Regions from separate parts of the Lactuca sativa genome. Here region 1 is linked to region 2. A link is a contact called in public Hi-C data. All regions are on one chromosome and are shown on one strand. The core of a region is the stretch at or near the end of the contact, and the rest is flanking DNA. Distances in the headings are between cores, read along the strand shown. Region 1 holds the start of LOC111898710. Region 2 holds the start of LOC111898712 (protein NETWORKED 1A).

Region 1 (3,988 bases), core at 1,249-3,748, 330 kb after region 2:
TTTAAATAGAAACACAATATAGGAAAACCCATGAGTAGTAACTAATGATAAAAACTTGCTACTAGAAACAATTGAAAATTACAAAGAAATTGAAGCTTTGGTGACATAAATACCATCGCATAACATTCCATTCATTCAGATTCAGGTGCGATGGAAAAACAGTTTAACCCAACCTCAAAAAACATGAGTCTAAAAACCGCAAATGTATCACACTATGTCTGGTTAATTCACAGTTTACTACACTGTAAAACATAAACAATAATCATTCATTGATTTAGTGATATTGATGATAAAATTAACATCAGTTCTTTGTGTTCCCAAAGAACCTGGAGAGGGGCAAAGGCCCATCTGCCTCTTGTTCATCACCACTTGAATGCTTGGATTTTGAGCTCTGTCTCTTGTCTTTCCTCTTTCTTGACCTTGATCTTGATCTTGACCTTCTTTTTGATTCTCTGGAATCATCCTCATCATCACTACTTGAAGATTCAGATGATGAACTTGAAGAAGAACTAGACCCACAAGATTTCCTCAAATGCTATTATTTTTATTACAGGAAACAAAATAAAAAAGTTAGTTACTTTTCATCCTTTAAAGATATATATAAATAGGAGCAAAGCAGCCATTCTCAGATGGGTTTAGGACAAAATCCAAACCACAGGGATCAAAAAAGCAAGAATATCCATTTTTGGAGCATTCGTTTCTAATAAGAATAGTCTGAGAATTCCAAGGCACCTTTCTCTTTTTGTTTGAGCGCTTTTTGAGATCTTTGTCCTTCTTATTATCTGCAACAAGGGGCAATAAGATTATGTATATAAAGGACTTCAGGTATTGTAAATTTGTAATGGACATAAATACCCTTCTTCCTCTGAGTAGATTTAATTTTAGAGTGGTTTTTGCCATGGGCAAGCTTGCTTGCCCGTTCTGCATCTAGTTGAGCTCGATATTCCCGCATCATTCTATCTTTGTCAGCTTCTAACTCCCCCTTTTTAATTTCTTCTTCCTAACAAAAACAAATTAGATATTTTCCTATCTATATAAATATAATCACTCCACAGTAACACTTAACTCTATCTCATTAACAGTCATAGATGAGGAGGTGCCATTAAAGCAACAACACAACAAACAAAGGAAAATCAAATCTTTGAGAGGCTTCCCAGTATATTAATAATTAAATAGCTTAATCCTATGAATGTTTCTTTTCCATTTAATGCATACAGAACGTTCTAACTGTTTACAAATTGTCCCTTACTTTATTTTTTCATTCTGTTTTGTTTTCCCAATTGCTTGTCCAATATCATTTAACGGGAAAAAAAAAAAAAAGAAACAAGTTAAAATGAATAAGTGAATGTCTTTGTTCGGGAAACCATAACTTTGAAACCAAACTACCATGTCTGTCAATTTCAACAAGAAAAAGCAATACGTATTGATGATGAATAAGAACTAGATAGTGGTATATTTATCATTTGGAGATCTACACTACATACACTCTACAGAGGAGAGGAGTCAAAAGTGAAGATAAATAGTTACCTTTTGCTTCTTTTTGTACTCTTCCCAAGTAACTGTATGTGAAGTTTTGAGGCTGGCCAAACGAGCTGCATGCCACTCTGGTGAATGAAATGAACCATCCACCTGCGACTCTCTTAATCAGAAAGGGTACAAATTCAAACAAAACTGACTATAAAGCTTTGCAATTCCTAAAATATTCTGTTCCAGACATCAAATATGAAAGAAATTATAAAATGAAGCCATTAGACAAAACCAAACAATAAAAAAACATGTTTGTATTGTTTCCTGCCTATTCAGATTTATCCAAAGTCATCAGAATCATATTTGAGCATCTATTATTTCAACTTACATCTTCACAATCACAACTCTATGCCTAAAGGTTGGACACACAAAAATCAATTAGCAGGCTTAATCACCATGTTAAAAGAGTATTTACCTAACCCTTATCAGTCATTGAGCTAAAAAGTAAGCGATTCTAACAAAGAGAAACAGGGAATTAGGCTCTAGAGAAGTCACAACCCCCTGCCTCTTCTCATCCTCAACCAAAGATTTATTGGTTACGATATCATACCACGAGTTAACATGTTTCTTCGTCTGAATACTGTGCACAATGAAAATAACAACAAATCCACTGAAAATATGATATGGAAGGGTACAAACCATGCCGTCATCCACATCATCGGGGCCGCCTGAGGTAGATCCGACCCTTGATCTCTGCATCGCCTTGTACGCCTGATTCTTCCCCATGTCCCTTTATATTGATTTGAGCCCCCAAAACTAATAGGAATAATTGAAGAAGAGTAGGAAATATCGGTTTGGGAGTAACAAAAGAAAAAAAGGTTGAAGCTGTGGTGGATAAATTTAAGTGTTCAAAACCCCCAATTGAAGAACACGAAGAAAGGGATTGCAGCGAGCCATGAATATGAAGTTATGTTGGATAATAAAGGAAAAGAAATGCGAACACCGTATTTTAGTGGATCCGGTTAACAACAAGATATATAAACCTAAACCCCCTTGGCCTATGCCCTAAGGTGCCCAAATGTCCAAGCCTAAGTTTTTATTAACGTGGGGGAAATGACTTACCAGGAAAATGATGTTTCAAAATTGTTTAAAACCTATGGAAGTTTTGTTTATATAAAAAAAACATCCAACTAAAGGTTTTATACAAAAAAATATTAAGAAAATATAATTTTTGTTCAAATCCTATCTAATGATAACCGATTCTTATCGATAAAATGACGACTTTAATTAAAGATTCATGAGTTGGTCTAACAAATAATAACATGGCATAAGAGTAGGTGAGATGACATTTATTAATATATTTGTCTTCTTTTAATCGAATTAGGGCTAGCAGCAGGAATGACTTAGGATTTTTCTTCTTTTACTTTATCTACTTCTACTTCTTCGATCCTATCATGGCTTCATCTTCTACTAAATCCATAAAATGGCTTGTGAAACATGAAGTCTTTTTTTTTGTATGTAGAAGGAATAATCATGCTTTGCCTGTTTAAAAGTTGGAAAATCTTTAGCTAAAGAATAATCACCGGTTAAATAGTGTACAATTTTCACATGGGAAGGAAAACCTTTTTCTACTAAAGAATAAAGATAATAATGGGAGGGAGATTATTGGAAATACGGATGTTGGGGCAGTGTTATTCAGCTTTCCTGATTTTCGGCAACATTTCTAGATCACCTTGGAAGTTTCTCGTGCTATTGTGAATTGGTGGAATTTGTTCGGTTACAATCAAGGTGTGGGATCTTGTATCGAACGTTCATGAGGATGTTTTTGTTAACGGTTAAGGTTCGACATTTCGTTAAATTTGTTAATGCCTCACCCTTTGGGTAAGGATGTGTGGACGAGATGATGTAGTAGATCTAGAGTTGAGTATGTGTCGCCACTTGGGGGAGTACATTGTAGTAGTGTCTCGATTATGGATAGGAGGGGTACAAGTAGACTGAGTAAGATAACTTGATACCTCTTGATTAGTACCCATTTGGAGGTAAAAAGTCCATACCTTGGCTTTCCGTTTCTTAGATCTCTTATTTTGTGAGTTTATGGGTATTTTGGTGCAAAATGAGGGCCATTTTCGGGTTGAGCTTGTCCAGGGGGAGTAGTTGTAGATCCGGACTCCTCTAAGCCCTCGTGTGCATAAAGCTCAAGCTTTATGAAGCTTTAATCCTTCTTCATGCCCTAAACCCCTTCTTGAGCATATTTTTGGGTATTCTAGCCTTGTGAGGCCTTGCATGATCGTAAAGTTAGCAACTTTACGTGGTCACTCCATGATAGGAGGTTAGATCTGGAGTTTTGAGCATTGGAATCGACCGAAATGAGAATTTACTAAAGAACTCAACGAGTTTGACATCCAACTCGACGAGTTGAGAGGGTTTTTCATGTCTGTGGATTTAGAGTGAACTCGACGAGTTATTGGGACAACTCGACGAGTAGCTGGGGTTTTCCTAGTCTTCTGGACACCGTGCTGAC
Region 2 (3,775 bases), core at 77-2,576:
ATAGTACCACTTTATTATATTTATCAGATCAGATTGTGGTTGTTCAATATCTGTCGGTGGAAAGGAATGCGATTCAAACAAGTACCAAAATTATCTTTCATTTACATAAGCAATCAATCAATCATTCATCAAAAATAGATAAAAACAAGAAATAAGATGACAAATCACTCCATACCTGTAAGATTCTCTTGAAGCCATTTTGAATTTTTAGGGCTAATATGGCTGTCCCACCACCAAGAATACAAACGCCTTGACTCTGAATTTATCATGCAGGCCATCACTCCAGCACGGAAGAAAAAGGCAGCTGATTTGGATCTTCAAATCCCAGGAAAGTAGATCAGGGCCACAATCAAATTTTTTTTTATCTTTTTTCTTTTTCACAAAAAGTAGGGCTACTTCGCACCTAAAAACGTCGGTTAATTAGTAAAGTTAGACAACCACAAAAAGTGGAATTAGGGTTATATCAACATCCGAGTAGATTACAATAATTACATTCTATAAATCAAGCAGAAATTGGGGGTTTATAAGGAAAAAGAAACTCCTCGATTGAGTTGTAACACTCGAGTAGCTGTGAAACCTCTTAATCTGAACACAATTACGTTAATTACACAATAGTCTCTCAGGTGGGTGTTTGAAACCATTAGGCAAGATATCGTTTTCAAGCCATCTAACCAAAAAAAAGTAGAAAAAAATAGTATGAAATTAATTGAGAAAATGGCAAAATCAGTCGAAATATTTCAACAATCTGATGGAAAGAAAGACAATTTATGCAAATGGGATGTTTTTTAAAGAAAAGATTCATATTTATTCTTTCAAAAACGTGTCGACGTGGGATGAAATGATGAAATCGAAAATTAAACCTAAATTAATTGAAATGGGGGAGACAAAAACATCAACAAAAAAACATTTAACCAAAACCCAGATGAGTTAGATTAGCATTACAAAGAAAGAAAATGAAGTAAAAATCCAAGAAGAAAAAACAAAATCTCGGTTCTCAAAACAGTAAGTGCTAAGGGGTATGAGAAATCAAGATTATCAAGCAACAAAGATCGATAAACTTACAGAAAAATGAAATCTTGCAAATGGGGTTCTGGATTCTGATCTGCAGTTGTAACCCTTCACCCCGTAGAACGGAATTTCCTCTGTCTCTCAACCCATTCGCTTCTCCCACTTTCTCTCTCTAAAAACTCTGACATTCAACGGTAGGTTTTCTTCTTTAATTGACTATTGGGTCATCTTGTTTCTAATTTTATTGCAGACATACAGTGTGAGAATGACTCATGGACTGTAAAAAGCAATAAGTGGGAAACGTGAAGGTTTCTACTAAATGTGTTAGTTTATTGGGGGGCTCGAATCTCGCACATAATAAATGGTAAAATACTCAAACTTAATGATTTTGTCCATTATAAGCATGTTTCTTCAAAATCATATTTCTTATCCCATCCCATCCATAAATATAATATAATTTTCTGTGTTTATAAAAGATATAACAAATATTATGAATATCCCGTCCATAAAAATCATACATTTTCTGTGTAAGTATATAATAAGATATAATAAATATTATTGACTACAAAAAGATATTGTATTGAATTCTTAAAAAAAAAAAAAATTAGAGTTACATAAAAATTGGTCCCTTGAGTGTTAGATAAGTTTACTTAAAGTCATAATGTGTTTGTTTGCTTAAACTTGCATTGATCGTACTTATGTTTCTTATTCCTAATGAAACGGTTCCTAGGTTAATGTCGGATGAACTATATCTTGTATGAAAAAGGTATTTCAACGATTTTAAGCACTTGCCTTTAAATGGTACTAATAAATTGCAGCACAATTAAATTGCACCTCAAACAAACCGACATATAGTTATGATATAAAGGCTAGCCCCATGCGAAAGAAACACATGTGGTGCACCTCAATGCCATAGATCGTCCCTACATTGATGAAACATATTAGGCCAAATGAGATGTTAAACTAACATATAGAAATGTAATTTACAAATGAAACTCCCAGAAAGCATACATAGTGCAATTGGGACTTTCATTTGTAAATATTCATATGGTAAATGGTTATAATATTCTTTACAAGCATAACTACTTAAAATAAATTTGTCATCTCAACTTAATGTACAAAGTGTATCGTGTTTATAAAACTTGTCATCATTCATATGTTGATCAAGAGAATATCAACAAAAGTTGCCCGACTCGTAATTTTATTATAGATGAATAGATAAATCCTATCTTTGGATTTGCCCACTAATTAGTCACATAGACAACATGGAAAGTTGAATTATAATGTCCTAATGCGATGAAAGTGATGTCTAAGAGCATCCATAATGGGGAGTTGAATGAGATGTCATGTCTATTTATCATTCAATGGATACAACTCTACCATTGTGAAATGTCACATTGACATTCAATGGATTTAAAGTTCAATGATCATTGAACTCTTCAATAAAAAAAATGAAAGTCTTTAAATCTTTAAATAAATATTTTTTTAATATGTTCTATTGAACTTGTAGACTTTAATACATTATGGGATAAAAATGAATAGAATTGTATGGAATAATGAATGATGATGTGACACTCCATTAAACTCTATAGAATTCAATGCATTATGGATGCCCTAAGGTACAACCTCTTAGCCTAATAAATCTATAAAGTTTTTTTAGTGTGTTTCTTTGTATTTATACTTTTCGCCCGTAATAATAAAACTTTAACCGTATTTTGTCTCAATTGTTCATTAGTTTACATGGTGTCAGGGTCATTTACGTTCATTCTTTATGATTGTTGGGGTCGACTTGTACGTAGGGATGTGGTATTCCGCGGGTTGAAAATTTTGGCGATTTTTGGTATGATTTTTTGATTCGTTATTATGTTTGGCGATTTTGGGCATAAATATTTAATGTGTTTTTGTCGTTCGTTCTAACAATTTTGGGTATGATTTTCTTATTATTTTATGTATTATGTTTGTTTTGATTAGTTTGATTTTGTCGATTTTAAGGGCTCTGATTGTTGCTATTTTTTCGTTCGTCTGTCATTAATATGATCGGTTATGATGGTTTCAGTAGTTTTGTTTGTTTATCGCATTTATTGTTGGTTTTCTAAATGATTTGTTTGACTGATATTGGCAATATGGCTCCTAGAAATGATTTGCGTTAGTCCATTAGTACCCAACTCAATAGCAAGAACTATGTCTACTATAGTTATGTTATGAAGAACTTTTTGTAGGGGAAAAATATGTAGGGAATTGTGTCAGATACAAAGGACAAACCAATGAATCAGAAGGCTGCAAATTATATAACCTTATTGGACTTGTGGGAGACCAATAACTCCAACATTATCACTTAGATTAGCAATTATGTAATTCGGTTTATTGTCACACAATTGGTAAAGTATGATATATCGAAGGAAGTATAGGATCACTTGGATAGATTGTATACATAGTCTAACTTTGCAAAACAGTATCAGTTATAGTTTGATATTCAATTCATCCAACAGAACAGTTTAAGTACTCAGGAGTTTTATTCATCTATGTATGATTTGTGGTATCATGTTAGGACATGAAAAGCTTGATTTGACATGCGGAATAATAAGAAAAAAATTGAGACGATGATTTAGGTGCTAAAAGACATTATCGATCATAGTGAGGAGTTGCAAAATGTATGATCTAGATATAGTTCTAAATAAATAACTATACTCATAACTCTCATTGATTACATCTCTCAAGCATACTATACAATGAATATGACAATCAATATTTATAAAGGTGCATGTAC

The links. A called contact is a pair of places that touch in the nucleus more often than the background predicts.
Region 1: a Hi-C map of leaf shows a contact between it and region 2, with 3 times the contacts expected there. The contact joins the promoter of LOC111898710 here to the promoter of LOC111898712 in region 2. A contact is called at or near these places in 3 of 4 Hi-C or Micro-C datasets (bud and leaf).

Annotation. Positions count from the first base shown.
Region 1 is chr7:106,568,609-106,572,596 of Lsat_Salinas_v11, forward strand. It overlaps LOC111898710, which reads right to left and starts at 2,499. Exons shown (of 5, transcript XM_023894583.3): 1 at 2,167-2,499; 2 at 1,528-1,629; 3 at 856-1,000; 4 at 733-782; 5 at 36-535. The coding sequence starts at 2,253. The coding sequence ends at 302.
Region 2 is chr7:106,243,726-106,247,500 of Lsat_Salinas_v11, forward strand. LOC111898712 (protein NETWORKED 1A) reads right to left here and starts at 1,327. Exons shown (of 4, transcript XM_023894586.3): 1 at 1,063-1,327; 2 at 176-315. The coding sequence starts at 278.